3 separate regions of the Mus musculus genome follow, and regions 1 and 3 are each linked to region 2. Evidence: chromatin contacts called from public ChIA-PET data. All regions are on one chromosome and are shown on one strand. The core of a region is the stretch at or near the end of the contact, and the rest is flanking DNA. Distances in the headings are between cores, read along the strand shown. Region 1 holds the start of Rexo1 (REX1, RNA exonuclease 1). Region 2 overlaps Gng7 (guanine nucleotide binding protein (G protein), gamma 7). Region 3 overlaps Onecut3 (one cut domain, family member 3).

Evidence for each region. ChIA-PET counts read pairs in DNA pulled down with a chosen protein or histone mark.
Region 1: an RNA polymerase II ChIA-PET map of memory CD8 T cells shows a contact between it and region 2, with 25 read pairs. The contact joins the promoter of Rexo1 here to the enhancer-like site in region 2. A contact is called at or near these places in 4 of 484 Hi-C or Micro-C datasets (the N1E-115 cell line, cortical neurons and embryonic stem cells) and 2 of 115 datasets of contacts at active chromatin or transcription factors (effector CD8 T cells and memory CD8 T cells).
Region 3: an RNA polymerase II ChIA-PET map of memory CD8 T cells shows a contact between it and region 2, with 9 read pairs. The contact joins two enhancer-like sites.

What each region holds. Positions count from the first base shown.
Region 1 is chr10:80,559,113-80,564,120 of GRCm38.p6, reverse strand. It overlaps Rexo1 (REX1, RNA exonuclease 1), which reads left to right and starts at 2,561. Exons shown (of 15, transcript NM_025852.3): 1 at 2,561-2,857. The coding sequence starts at 2,701.
Region 2 is chr10:80,982,811-80,987,744 of GRCm38.p6, reverse strand. The region is part of intron 2 of Gng7 (guanine nucleotide binding protein (G protein), gamma 7); the gene reads left to right. Among named protein-coding and RNA genes, the nearest start is that of Gng7, 30 kb to the left of the region's middle. Within about 2 kb of position 2,049, at least 102 of the 459 cell types and tissues checked have an H3K27ac peak or open chromatin away from gene starts, as enhancers often do. A contact at or near this core is called in embryonic stem cells and memory CD8 T cells, where this site is marked.
Region 3 is chr10:80,506,017-80,511,017 of GRCm38.p6, reverse strand. The region is part of intron 1 of Onecut3 (one cut domain, family member 3); the gene reads right to left. Among named protein-coding and RNA genes, the nearest start is that of Onecut3, 14 kb to the right of the region's middle. Within about 2 kb of position 1,482, at least 65 of the 459 cell types and tissues checked have an H3K27ac peak or open chromatin away from gene starts, as enhancers often do. A contact at or near this core is called in memory CD8 T cells, where this site is marked.

The DNA of each region.
Region 1 (5,008 bases), core at 1,312-3,811, 420 kb after region 2:
ACTTTGTTGGGAAAAGGCCACATCTGGAACACCTCTTGCTGATCTTGGTGCCCTGCTGCTAGGCTGACTGTATTTCTATAGAGGGACCCTGCCTTGGGGTCACCTACAGCTCCTGCTTTTGGACCCCAAATTACAGCTGCCCTGTCACCGCCCCCTTCAGTTGTTGATAATAGTTGTATAAAGGCACACAGAATATGAAAGTGCACTTAAACCTCATTTCCATGTATAGCTCAGCACCATGAAGCTCATTCGAAGGCTATGCTTCAGCTTCCACCATCCATCTCCATAGCTCCCAATCTGACGCTCTGGCTCCAGTGATTCCAACAATGTCCTGGGGAGTGGGAAGCTGAGGGAGTCCAGAGATGTTGAAAAACATCTTTATTGGTGGGTGGTGGTGTGGCACGACTACAGTCCTGTCACACAAGAGGCAGAGGCAGGCAGGTCTTTGTGAGGTTTAGGCCAGCCTGGTCTACAGAGTGAGTTCCAGGATATCTAGGGCCACACAGAGAAACTGTGTCTCAGAAAAACAAACAAGCCAGGTGTGGTAGCACACGCCTTTAATCCCAGCACTTGGGAGGCAGAGGCAGGCAGGTTTCTGAGTTCGAGGCCAGCCTGGTCTAGAGTGAGTTCCAGGACAGCCAGGGTGATACAGAGAAACCCTGTCTTGAAAAAACAAAACAAAACAAACAAACAAAAAAAACCCCAGAAAAACAAAACAAAACCAGCTTTTATTTATTTTAAAATACCAGTTTCCAGGTAACCCAGGTTGGCCCTGAGTTCTCTGTGTAACTGAGAATGATCTGAGTCAATCTCTCACCTCTATTTCCACTGTACTGAGACTATAGGTGTGTTCCCACCTCTGTCTCCACTGTACTGAGACTATAGGTGTGTTCCCACCTCTGTCTCCACTGTACTGAGATTACAGGTGTGCTCCCACCTCGACCTCCACTGGACTGAGACTATAGGTGTACACCACCAGAATTGCTTTTGAGGCTGTGTAATAACCCAGGGCCTATGTCATATGTTCGTCATGCACCAGTGCTTATCCAGGTGACTTCTCTCTGTGAGAATTGTTAAATGCTGGTAGAATACCCTTCCAAAATTGCATGTGTTGGCTCAAGTCTGTAATCCTAGGATCCCAGAGGCTGAGGCAGATGGATTTTATAGATTTGAAAATGAGATGAGCCTGGAGTGCAGAAGGAGAATCTTTTAAAATAAACACCAAATAAATTGATTAAAAATTTAAAAAGCAGGCGGCCATGGTGACTCAGGCCTGTAATCTTAGCATTTAGGAAAACTGTCAGAAGTCCAAGATCAGTCTAGGCTACAGTGCCAGACCCTGTCCAGACAAACAGAAAGAGGGGTTCTGGGGATGTTGCTCAGTGACTGGAGTAACTGTCTAGCAAGCACAAGGCTTTGCGTTTCATCTCCAGCACTGTGTAATGGGCAAGTCCATCCAGTCTGTGTTACATGAGACCTTACCTCAATCAAAAGCAAAACAGAAAAGCGGTTGGGGAGAGGGCTCAGTGGGTTAGAAAGCTGTGCACAGGTCTCAGGACCTGAGTTCTAATCCCCAGCACCCATTTAAAGCTGGGTATGACCAGGTGAGTGCCACCCTAGGCTTTGGGGTGGAGGCAAGCAGATGCTGGGAGCTTGCTAGCCAGCCTGCCCAGCTGAAGTACTTCAGTGAAGAAGCCTGTCTTAAAGGAAAGAAAATGGAAGACTAAACAAAGGGGTGGGAAGCTGTATGCTCCTCTAACCTCTGCATGCGGGTGCACAGTGTCGCCTCCCTCCAAACACCCCAGAACAAAGCAAAAACAAAAAAACAAAAAAACAAAAAAAAAAAAATCAAATATATTTCCAGAGTGTAGCTTAGTTGGAGTGCCCTTGTCTAGTGTATGTATCTAGGCACGGCAAAAAGAAAAAAGAAATGCCCCACTGATACCCCTCGTGGTTAGGTGACTATTTGAGCATCAATTAGGTAGGTTTCTCAGGATAGGCACCTCAGCCAATTAAGACCCTGGCTAGAGAGTTGGCTCAGTGGTGAAGAGCACTTACAGCAATTGGAGACTTGGGTTCGGTTCCCAGTACTCACATGACCGTTCATAACCATGAGTAGCTCCAATTTCTGGGTATCCAAAGCCCTTTTCTGACTTCAGCGAGAATCAGAAACACTCATGTTGCACATACATAGAATTAGAAAGTAAATCCTAAATCAAACAAAAACCCTGGCCGTGAAGCTCTCCTCGTCCTCCGGGGGGCGCACGACGGCCTTATATAGCCAAAGATTACAGCGGAGACTCGCGGTGCATTTCCAGCCAGGCGCACTCTGGACAGCCCAGGCTTCTCAGGGGCTTGAGGCTCAAGATTGCGAAGCTGCACCCGCGAAAGTCCGGTGCCGGAAGGTTCTCAGGACCAGAAGCATATAATCACGCGTTCTTTAAAGCTTCTCTTGTCCTAAGCTTCGGGTCTTCCGACGGCTACAGTTCCGCGGGAGACGACATTGTAAGCAGGCGCACTTCAGTCAGCCCTTCCCGGCGTCCCTAGCGACAGCGTCCCGGGGGCCTCTGGGGGCCTCGGGGCAAGATGGCGGCGTCGGCGGGGTCCGAAAAGCGCGAGCGGAAGCCTCCGGGGCGAGTGTGAGGAGGGGTCCCGGGGTCCCGGGTATCTCCGGGCCGGGGCCCCGCTGCGGAACGGACCATGCTACGTTCTACCGGCTTCTTCCGCTCCATCGACTGCCCATACTGGGCGGGAGCTCCCGGGGGGCCTTGCCGGCGGCCCTACTGCCACTTCCGGCACCGCGGAGCTCGGGGTCCCGGCGCTCCCGGTAGCGGCGGCGCAGCATCTCCTGCATCAGGTAAAGCCCATAGGACCGCCCTGGGTCCCACAGCCCGCCCGTGCTACATGTTTCCCTTGCTCAGCCAGACCGCGCACTGTCAGATTGCTGTCCCTCTCCTAGCTGCCATCGCGATGCTGTGCAAATGTCTAGACCTCTCTGGTCATTAAAGCATAAAGACGGTCACGACGGAGCGAGAGACCGTGCATCCCCGTCCCCAAGCTAGGGGACTTGGTGCAACTCCTCCGGTTCTTATTCTGTCCACCTTGTTCCGAACGATATATCATTCCCTCCCGTCACCACGCACGCCACCCTGTGCGCTTGTGGCATACCTTGTTTACGAACGCGACAGTTTCCTGGGATGAGTCCCCCCCCCCCCCCCACTGTCTCCAGTAGTTGGATGCACAAGGCCATAGGGGCACCTGCTGTTTGTCGAGCGGAAAACCCCCTTGCCTTGAACGGGTGTGGACTTTGAGCTTGGCAGGGAGCATGTCGCAATTAGTGTGATGACATTTTGAAGAAGGCCTCAGGGATCAGGCAGTGTGTAGGAAGTATTGTATTAGAGAAAAGACATTAAGGTTTTGTTATTTGTCTTTTGTTTGTTTTTACTGTTGTAGGCCAGGCTAGTTTTGGACCCAGGACCCTGAAGCTGCAACCTCCTAGGTTCTGGGATGGCCCTAACCGGACCCTTAGGATTCCAATTGCATTTAAAGAAGACATTGGAGAGCCTAGAGAGATGGCTCCGATTTAAGAGCACTTTCTGTTTTGGGCTGGGCCTGCTGCGTGCACACTTTTAGTCCCGTTTCTCTAGAGGCATTGCCGGGTGGACCTCTGAGTTTGAGTCCAGCCTGGTCTATATAGGAAGCCTTGTTCCAGAAATCCATAGCCAGTGAGTCCCTGTCTGAGGGGTGGGGGCCACGCTTGCTACTGTTGCAGAGGCCCTGGATTGGGTTACCAGCAGCCACATGGCTGGTTTGTAAACCCAGTTCCAAGGCACCAGCCATGTGTGGTGCAAATGCAATCACCCAGGCAAACTCTCATGTGGATGAAATTAAAAACAAAAACCTTTAAAAAGTGGCATGGCACCCAGGTATGGTGGTGCATGCCTTTAATTTCAGCATTTAGGAGGTAGAGGCAGGTGAATCTCTTTGAGTTTAAGGCCAGCCTGGGTTACATATGTGGTCATCTCTAAAAGAGAGACAGGGCATTGTTGACTAGAGTACCGTTTAGTCCCCTCTGGTGGCCTCTGTTCCTTAGAAATGGCTTGGTGAACTTCACCACTGACTCCACCCCCAGGTCCCAGGTTTATTTTAGACCACTCTCTCTCAAGCTGTTGTCTTTTATTTAAATAATGGTATATATATATGTGTGTGTGTGTGTGTATATATATATATACATATATATATATATCGAGCATTTAAATGGATAGATAGGTTCACTGTGTAGCCCAGGCTGGCCTCGAACTTGAGGTGATCTTCCTGCCTCTGCCCTCTGAGAGTTTGAGGGCCAGGCATGACCTGCCACATCTCTTGTTGTTGGGTCCCCATCCTCACACATACATTGGCCTAGGACACCTGCACTGCAAGTGGCCCTTTGACAACTCTGTGTGTGGTGGTCAGGCTCCACACCTGGCCGCCATTGTCCTTGCCGGGTCAGCCGGGGACTCAGCCCAGGTGCTTGGGAAGAGGAGGGGCATAGCTTGGCAGATTTCACTGCAGGGTGGGCCCTGAGTGCCTGGCATAGGCGACCTCTCAGGCTGCAGTGCCCAGCTTGGTGACATGCAGTGCCTTTCGTTTCCTATAGACTTATGCCTGTATGGGTGTCCAACTCGGTGTGTCTGCAGAGGCCAGAGGGGGACATTGGATTCCTAGGTCTGAATTTCCAAGTAGTTGTATGCCTTCAGCCATTAGTGTTACGGATGGAGTTCTGACCGTGGCAAAAGCAACCAGTGCTCTTAACCCCTGAGCCATCTCTTTCACCCTTTTGTTGTTTTGTGGGATTTTGTTTTGTTTTTTGAGACAGGGTCTCTGTGTACCCCTGACTGTCCTGGACTCACTCTGTAGACCAGGCTGGCCTTGAACTCACAGAGATCCTCCTGCCTCTGTCTCCAGAGCACTAGGATCAGTGGTGTGCACCCCCACCACTAAGTTGACATCCTGGCTTTTAAAGTTT
Region 2 (4,934 bases), core at 800-3,299:
GAAAGGGGCACTTCCTACAGGGCCCTGGAGATAAATAGGGACATTGCATTAGGTAGGAAAGCCCACTACTGCTGACCATGCCCCCAGCCCTCTTTTTACTTTATATTTTTTAAAGACTCATTTATTTATGTATATGAGACTCTTGTTTGCACGTATGCCTGCATGGCAGAAGAGGGCATCAGATACCCTTCTAGATAGTTGTGAGCCACCATGTGCTTGCAGAAACTGAACATAGGACAACTAATTAACCACTGAGCCATCTCTCCAGCCCTCTTTACTTTTTGAGACAGTCTTGTCTTGTCTCTTTCCTTTCCTTTCCTTTCCTTTCCTTTCCTTTCCTTTTCTTTCCTTTTCTTTTCTTTTCTTTCTTTTTTGAGACAAGGTTTCTCTGTGTAGCCCTGTCTATCCTGGAACTCTCTTCTGTAGACCAGGCTGCCCTGGAACTCACAGAGTTCCACCTGACTCTTCCTCCTGAGTGCTGAGACTAAAGGTGTGTGAAGTCTTACTCTGTAGCTCTCTGGGAACTTGGGTGTCCTGATCCCTCAGTCTTCAGAGAGCTTGGGTAGACATACATGCCTTCCCTGTGCACCACACCCTAAGGACCTGAGAGTCAAAGCAGTCATATGTGAGAGACTCTAGTCCCCGAGCCTGAGCCCCAGTCTCCTTCTGTTCTGACCCCTGACAGGGAGGTACAGGGCAGACACAGCCCAGGTTACAGAGGCAGCTGGACTCCGATGTGGCCCTTGGCCAGGTGGGGCAGAGGGAAGTGCTCACCGGTGCTGTCTCCAAAGCTGATAGTGTCCTAAGGAGGCCTTGGCAGGCTCCCAAAGCTTCATGGGAACACTGCAAGGTCAGAAATTCTTCACGGGATCACCCTACCTTCATGTTCTTTCTAGTCATGTTCTGTAAGAGCCGGGCGAGCAGATGCATACTTGTGATCTTAGCAATGAAAATACACAGGCAGGAGGATCAGGAGCTCATGGATAGCCTGGGCTACATGGGTCCATGAAGTAACATCAACAACAAAAACAACAACAATAGTAAATGTAATAAAATAACAGCAGACTTCAATAAGATACATTTCCCTTAGTGGTGCAGGGGTCCTCTTGGTCTATCCCAAGACTCTCTGCCTGGCCTTGGGAGGGTAGGGGTCATGGGAGGCTCAACCCAGCCTGTGTGCTCACACAGAGATTCACAACAGGCAAACGTGGGGAAGGCCTGGGCACAGGCACAGGGTGCGCATCATGCAGTATTATGCAGCCATAAACAGGAGCGATGCTCTGATAACAGGACAATGTGGCAGGACCTTGGGAGACTCTGTGACAGGAAATATCCAGAACAGGAAAATTTGGAGACAGAAAGTGGATTGGTGGTTGCCAGGGTTTGTGGGACTGGATAGAGGCGGAGTGAATGCTACGAAGTTTTTTTTTTTTTTTTTTTTTTGGAGATGGGTATTCTAAGACTGGAGCTTGCACAAGGTTGGGAATGTACTTAATACCACTGGCTCGTGTGCCTACAAATGGTTCAGTTTATACTCTGCAAACTTAAACCAAAACCGAAACAAAAAAATTCACACGAAAGAAACTCTTCTGGGTTGCCCCCACCCCCTGCCCCAGGGTGGCACCTGAGATTACGAGCCTGGGCTGGCTGAGTCCCTGCAGGGACCCACTGCAGTCTGCAGGGACCCTGAGTCTCTGAACCTCCCTGGGGCGGCAGCGTCCAGCCCTGCGGGTGTCCCTTGTCCCATAGGTAGCGTGGGGACAGGTGCACCTGCTCGGACACGTAAACCAGCTGCTGCTGGATTAAGCAACTGCGTCACGCAGGGGGAGAGTAACAGGTCGCTCCGGGGCTGTCCGGTCCCGGGTGCGTGAGCACTGGGAAGCCTCGCCGTGGCCCCAGATGCCGGATCTGGCGGGGAAGAGCGGAGTGGGGGAGGGGGTCACCTGACCCGGCTGGGGTGCGGATGGGAATCGCTGCTGAGTCACTGGGGACTCCGGGTTTTTCCCGGCTCAGGCTCCACCTCCGGGCATCCGAGAACCTATTTGCCCTTTTCCAGATTTCATAACCGAAGCCTCCTGCCAGGTGCTTGTCACCGGTGGCAGCGAGAAGGCTCCGCCATCCTATTCTGTTCTCCATTGCCCCCGCACCCCAGAGCCAGTACCCACCACCTCTCCCCAAATGACAGTAGCCCCGTGCCGCAGCTCCTAGAGCCTGGGGCTGCACCAAGCCCCTTCATGCTGGGCCTGGGGGCCCTTGCTCTAACAGCTTGTGGCTGACATTTAAAGGGAAGAAGTGACAGTGACAGTAGCCGGACGTGGGGTCCACCCGCGCAGCCCACGTGCCCTGTCACCCTCCTGGTAATGCTCCCTCTCAGCGCTTGAGCGAGCAGTAGCCTTGCTTGCAGAGTACCTGAGTTCAGTTGCCAGCACGCAGGTCAGGGGTTGGGGACCGAGAACTTCCTATGGTCCCTAACAGATGTATGCCTCCAGCTGGGACATACCCCCACAAGACCCCACAGTCCAAGGAATACGGTCCTACCCCATGACTCTGCAGCCACACTTGCTGCATGTGTGTGTGTGGTGGGTGTCTGGATGGTAGTGTATGGGCTAACCTAAGTCTGGGGGAGGTGTGTGGGTGGGCTAACCTAAATACTCTCAGAGCAGTCTCCATCTTTGCCCTTAGAAACAAAGTCATCACAGAAGCAAGTCACTGCTTCTTCCTTTAGTTTTAAGTGACTTTGTTTTATTTTTATTTTTTAGTTTTTTTGTAACAGTGTGTCATGTAACCCAGACTGGCTACTAAAGTCACTGAGTATCTGATGAATGAACCTGAGCTTCTAATCCTCCAGCCTCTACCTCCTGAATGCTGGGATGACAGGTGTGTGTGTGTGTGTGTGTGTGTGTGTATGTGCGCACACTCGCGCGCGCGTGTGCCATACCCAACTGCCTCGTCATATTTCCTAAGAACTTCAGTAAATATATTTCCTTAGGATTTTTGTTATTGATTTGTTGAGATTTTTACATATGACAGGCATATGACACTGTGGTTGATGGTTTTCTTCTAGCTTTTTACTGGTCTCGCTCCTTCTACCATCTGAGCCCCTCCTGTTTGAAGCCGGGGATATAAGGTTCCCCTTCATTGCTTCTTTAGGTGAAAATCTTTAGCGAGGAGTTGAGGGAGAGAGACAAACTCAGGGTCATAGCTGTGGTTCTGCGTAATTTCTCCCTGGAAAATAATAACTTTTGTGAGAAGTGGAAACAGGGACAGGCCCCTGAGGTCAGCGCCTGACGGAAAGGCAGCTGTGCTTCTGTGAGTCATCTTCTAACTTCCACAAGTGCACACACATGTACACGTGCACACACACACAACTATACACATACAATAACACACACGCATGTACATATACTCACACATATAAACATGCATGCACTCTTGAGTGTGTGCACAAAAGGTATGGATACACATTTGCACAAACACGTGCACACATGCATTCACGCACGCGTGTGTGCGCGCACACACACATTTTTTGAGATGGTGTCACATATATTCCTAACTGGCTTACAATTTGTGGTGATCCTCTTGCCTCTGCTTCTCTAAGTGCTGGAATTAGCCATCACACCTGGCTGATTTAAAAGAAAAAAGTCCAAACTTCTGCAAACACTAAAGCAAGGAAGGACACAGTGGGAAATCCTCAGAGCAGCTCGGGGTCAGACAGGAGTTGTGACTTTTTAAAGTGACACAGAGGTCAAGTTGGCTACCCCAGTGGTCCTCAGAGATGCTGAAGCTTCCTGTACCCGGGCAGGTCCCCAATCCTGCATCCTGCCGTGCAGCAGGATGGGGGAAGGTTGGTTTTTATCCTCCCTTTGCCTTGGCATTGAGTGCAGAGGTGAGCTACACTTTGAGAAGCTTCCTGTCTGTTCTCAGGACCTGTGTGGTTGCTAGGTGACCGAAGGCGTCAGAGTTCCTTGTGATCTCACTCAGCTCAGAAAAAGTAGAGATCGATGTCCAGAAACAATAAGAATCAGTGCTCCACAAATGGGTCGCCTCTGTTCATGTGTGCAAGTGTGGATGGAAGAACGGATATGTGGATGGATGGATGGGTGGGTGGATGGATGGATGATGGGTGGGTGGATGGGTGATGGGTGGGTGGATGGATAAATGGATGAATAGATATGTGGGTAGGTGGATGGATGGATGGATGGGTGGATGCACTGGTAGATGCACAGACACACAGATGGATGGCAAGACAGGTGGATGGGTGGATGTATAGTTGGATTCATGAGTGCATGTCCAGGTCAGAGGACACTTGGCATAGGTTTCAGGAATCAACTTTAGGTCTTCAGATTCCTTTGTAGCCAAGAGTTCCCAAAGCACAGCCTGGATCAGCAGTCTCAAAGCTGAGATAAGATGATCCGAGCTCATGAGGACGAGTGATTGGAAAGGCCTGGATGGGTGCGTCTTGTTTATATGGACAGGTTCTTTCTGTGTGGCTGTCACCACTGTCACCACTGTACTGTACTGGTGCTCGCTCTGTGGAATCCATGGAGCTCCGCCTGCGCTGCCTCCAAGTGCTGGGATTGACGGCTGTGCCACCAAGTGCACTGCCAGCAGCTTCCCTAAGATAAGATGTTATACGTTCTTACGTTCACACAATCATTCTTGCTGTCTGTTTCAAGAATTTAAACCAGACCAAAGTTCTCTCTTTGTCCCCTGGCCACTTCTGTTCCTGTCCTGGAGTCCACACAGTGTGGCCCTTGTGTTTGGGTGCCACTGATGCAGATGTCCTCAAGACACACTGTGGGAGGAACTGGGTGACACTCTAAGTGACTGAGGTAGACATGGCATCAGGCCCTGTCCATCCTTGTCACAGGCCCCACATAAAGGTAGAAGAGCCAATTCAGATACAAGGCTGGAGAAATCTGAGAAGATGCAGA
Region 3 (5,001 bases), core at 233-2,732, 480 kb after region 2:
CCAAGGACTGCAAGAGTGGATGATATTTCACAGATCTCTCTTCCTTCCTTCCTTCCTTCCTTCCTTCCTTCCTTCCTTCCTTCCTTCCTCTCTCTCTCTCTCTTTCTCTCTCTGTCTCTCTCTCTCTTAGTCTCTCTCTGTGTCTCTGTCTCTCTCTCTCTCTTGGTCTCTGTCTCTCTGTCTCAGTCTCTCTGTTTCTGTCTCTCTGTCACTGTCTCTCTGTATCTCTCTCTCGGTCTCTGTCTGTCTCTGTCTCTCTTTCTGTCTCTCTCTTTCCCCCATCCCCCTTCAGGGCTTACATTAAGTGTAGGATAAGTGAAAAATGCCAGAACAGAAGAGAACCTGGGAGTTGCTCTGTAGGAGAGGGTTCCCTCTGGAACTGCTGCGGTACCAGCCTGGAACGGAAAGCTCCAGGGTAAGTCCTGAGAGCTCACTGCCTCATGAATGCCTCCCTTACACAAGCCTCAATGAGTTGGTTTTGCCTCCCGCTTGGGCAGTGAAATTGCTCGAGTGGCTTAAGGATCTGCAGAGTTGCACAAAAGAGGAAATGGAATCCTTACAGTCTCTGTGGCTGCGTCATGGATTCGACACGCATGGCCAAACCACGAGCATCCCATGGCAAAAGGTGGATCTCTCAGCAGATGGGCAAGCTGGTTGGGGGCGGGTGGGGTTTAGAGATGAAGGATGTCACAAAGGCTGGGAGAAAGCTGTCAGTAAAGACCTCAGATAAGCAGGAGGGCCCGAGTTTGAATCCTCCAAACCCACGAGAGTCTGCTGTTGAGGTGAGCTTCTGAAATCCTAGCGCTGAGGACTGGGAGACAGGCAGATCCCAAGACAACCCTGCCTGGCCCTAATCGGTGAGACGCAGGTCTCCTGAGAGACTCTACTCAAAGGAAAAAAAAAAAGAAAAAAAAGAAAAAGGTGGATCAGGGCAAGAGGGACACTCAGCTCAGCGGTTACAGCACTGTCTGTGAGCACAGAGGATCCAGGTTTGTTCCCAGCACCCACCAGGGGCCTCACAGTCATCTGTAAGTCGAGCTTCAAGGGGATCCCACGTCCTCTCTGACCTCTGAGGTTGCCACGTGGTGCACAGACAGACATGCAGCCACAACATTCAAATGCATAAAGTAAAACTAAACAAATTTCCAAACAAATAGTGTGAGAGGAATTGAGAACCTCTGACGTCACCCGTGCACGTGTGAACACACAGACTGGGATCTGAGGCACGGGCGGCAGCGGGACCCGTTTTGGTTGCTGGAATAAAATACCGAGGTGAAGAGAGCTAGGGGGAAAGGGTTCATGACAACTCGGCTCGCAAGCTTGCTTGTGACTACCCAGCTTGCACTCTTGCTTGAACTCAGCTGACTTTTCCCCACTCTTTCTTTTTACATTTTAGTTTTGTTTTTAGTTGAGAGTGGGGCAGTGTCTTGCGTGTGTACGTGCAGTACTTTCTCAGGCCAGAAGGGGGAGGCAGATCACAGGAGCTGGAGTCACAGGTGGCTGTGAGCTGCAGTTGCTGGGAGCTGTGGCTGCCCTTAACTACTGAGCTGTCTACACAGCCCCCTCCCATGCCTTCTCTATTCACACAGTTCAGGACCCAAATCCAGGGACAATGTACCAGTCTTCTTCCCACCCAAGGTAACACAACAGAGAACCCCTTGGCCAGTTATGATAGTGCATGACTTTAATCCCAGCATTCGGGAGGCAAAAGCAGGTGGATCTCTTTAAGTTGACCAACCCAGTCTACAGATCGAGTTCTAGGATAGCTAGGGCCGCATAATAGAGAGACCCCGACTCAAACAATAACAGAGCACAAAGGTGATCCCACACAGACAGGCCCACATCCACCTACGCTACAGTCCCTCACTGAGACGCCATTCCCTGGTAGTCCTTGGTTGCCTCAAGTGGACAATGAAAATTGACTGTTGCCCAGCCAACCTGCATGGTAAGACCCTGGCTTCCATCCTAAACCCTACAAATATGCACCTATATTTGGCAAAGGCTGGCAGGTAGATGGTGCTCCATGCTGGCGGATGGACACTAACAGAAACAAAGGGAGATGGTCTTCCCTGAGGTTCTTAGGAGTGTGGTGGCAGATACTCATCCTGGGATGAGGATCCAACTAGAAGAAGAAATCACCCATCTATCTATCTATCCACCCATCTACCCATCCACCCATTCACCCACCACCCACAATCCACCCACCCATCCATCTACCTACCTACCTACCCACCCATCCACTCATCTATCCATCCACCCATCCATCCACCCACCCATCCACTCATCTATCCATCTACCCACCCACCCACCCATCCACTCATCTATCCATCTACCCACCCACCCACCCACCCATCCACCCACCCACCCATCCACTCATCTATCCATCTACCCACCCACCCACCCACCCATCCACTCATCTATCCATCCACCCATCCATCCACCCACCCACCCATCCATCCACACATCCCATCCACCCATCTACCTATGGTACCACCTAGCAGTCTACTACTAGACTGTTAGAAGGGGACAGAAATACAGATTCTCAGAACACACAAGATTTTCTTGTCAAGAGCTTTCTATGGATTTGTTATTCTGTCCTTATGATAAAATATTCCTTTTATTCACACAGAGACAGTAAATCATTTGTCTAGAGAGGGCCAGCCAGAGACAAACCATTGACAGGCCAGACCTGGGTGGATCTTCTTGGAGTCTCTAAAGGGGAACCCCAAACCCAGGGTAGGGGAGAGGCCAGCCACAGAATAAGTCTGGAAAGAAACAAAAAGTCCCTTTTGGGTGGATGGTTCATGAAACCACTGCCTGCTCCCTGTCTTCCGTCTAGTGACACAGCCCTGGCTCCAGGCTGAACTGCTGTCTGAACCCATGGTCCCCCCACTCCCCATTTCCCGCTGCCCAAGAGAAGGATTCTGGAAGATGAGGCTACAGGGACCCTTATAGCAGCTGTCAGCCTCTAAGTCAACTCAAGCCAAGCTCTCTCCATTTCAGTGCAGAGGAAACTGAGCCTGGGAGCACCAGGCCAGTCACAGACTCTTCTTCAGGGCCCAGGCTGACCTATGGTGTGGGTCCATCTCCATTTAAGAGATAGCCTCATCCTAGGCTGAGTTCTTCTCTCTCACCTCCAGTGATCATCTCCACTGTCTCTTTCAGACTCCCTTCCTTCCAAGCACTGCCATGCACCGTACATCTGCCCTATTGTCTTCACCTCCATCTCCTCTTCCATCTCCTCTTTCTCTTCCTCCATCTCCTCTCCCATCTCCCTCCTCCTCCAGCGCCTTCATTCCCCTCCATCTCCTCCTTCATGTCTTCCTCCTGTCTCCTCCTTCACCTTCCACTGTCCTCTCTCAATCCCACCCTCCCTTCCCCCATTGCCACCTAGACAGCCAACTGCCCAACGCCCGCCACACCCATCCTCCCCACCCCATCCCCGCCCTCACTTCTGCTGCATTTTGGCTTGCTCTCTTGCTTTCTTCTCTCCCATCCGCACTGTTAACCGTGGTGTCCTCAAATCACTATTAAACATAGCACGATCCCCACCCTGGAGTCTACCTCCTCTAGCCTGGGCTCCCAGGGCCACCTCCAGGGCCCCATCAGCCTTCTCTGTGCCATCGGAGCTGCCTCACACAGGTGCCTTGACAGCTGCAGGGCTGGGGTCATAGTCATCTAGTTCTAGGGATTGGGGTGAGTCTACAGGCCTCTCCTATCACCAGTAAAACCAAGACACACAGTGTTCAGTGCACACCAGTCCCATACAAGCCTCCTCCACCACCCCTCTGTCCTGATCTGTGGCTACCCCGCCTTTTTTGGAAACCAGGGTCTCATTGTGTGGCCCTGGCTGCCCTGGAACTCACCTTGTAGACCAGGCTGGCTGCTGCTCCCATGTATTAGAATTAATGGTGCGCACCAACATGGCTTGACAACTTTTTAAAAAAAAAGATTAAAAAAAAAAAAAAAAAGAGTTGGGCATTGTGGCGCACGCCTTTAATCCCAGCACTCCGGAGGCAGAGACAGGCGGATTTCTGAGTTCGAGGCCAACCTGGTCTACAGAGTGAGTTCCAGGACAGCCAGGGCTACACAGAGAAACTTTGTCTCAAAAAAACAAAACCAAAACAAACAAAAAAAAGATTAATTTTTCTTATTTAAAAATTTGTGTGTAGCTGTGTCTACACTGGGGCATGTGCAATGAGTTGCCCCATGTTGTTGGGTCTGGAGCTGGAGTCACAGGGTTGTATTCCATGTGGCAGGGAATTGAATTCAGGCCCTTTAAAACAGCAGCCACCCTTAGCCACAGAACCTTCTCTCCTGCCCCTCGCCTTGGAGCTTGTAGGTTTGGCTAGACTGGCCGAGGGCAAACCCCCAGGATCTCCTGTTCCTGTCTTCCCAGGGCTGAGACTACAAGTAGGTGTCACCATACCCTGGGGTGTGTGTGTGTGTGTGTGTGTGTGTGTGTGTGTGTGTCTGTGAGAGAGAGAGAGAGAGAGAGAGAGAGAGAGAGAGAGAGAGAGAGAGAGAGAGAGAGAGAGAGAGAGCCCGTGTTCCTGCCACCCACCAGCTTTGCCCCATCGTCTTGAAGTTCACATTGTGTCCAGAAGAGGGCAGGCGCTCCCGGTCTATTGGGTTATATCCCGCAAAGGCATGGCAGCTGGAGGCGAAAACCCTGAGTTTAGGGTGTAATCTGTTTAGACTCCGGGTTTTGCACGCGGGGAACCTGCGTTGCCCGTTTCTTGGTTCTCTAGAGTTACTAGAGTCTACAGACCACCCCAGGCCAAGGCCTTATGTGCAACTGTTCTGAGGTTTCTGGGGCGGGACTCCCTTTTTTTCCATTGCCCAGAGGTGGCAGAAAAAATACTTAATGAGTTGAAAAAGACACAGAGCTCCTCAGTTTCGTGGGGATGGGGTGTGTGTGTGTGTGAGAAAAGTCGAGGTCTGGGTCTCATCTCTCCCGTGGCTGTGAGAGCGGATTAGGAGAGTCTCACACAGGTCAGC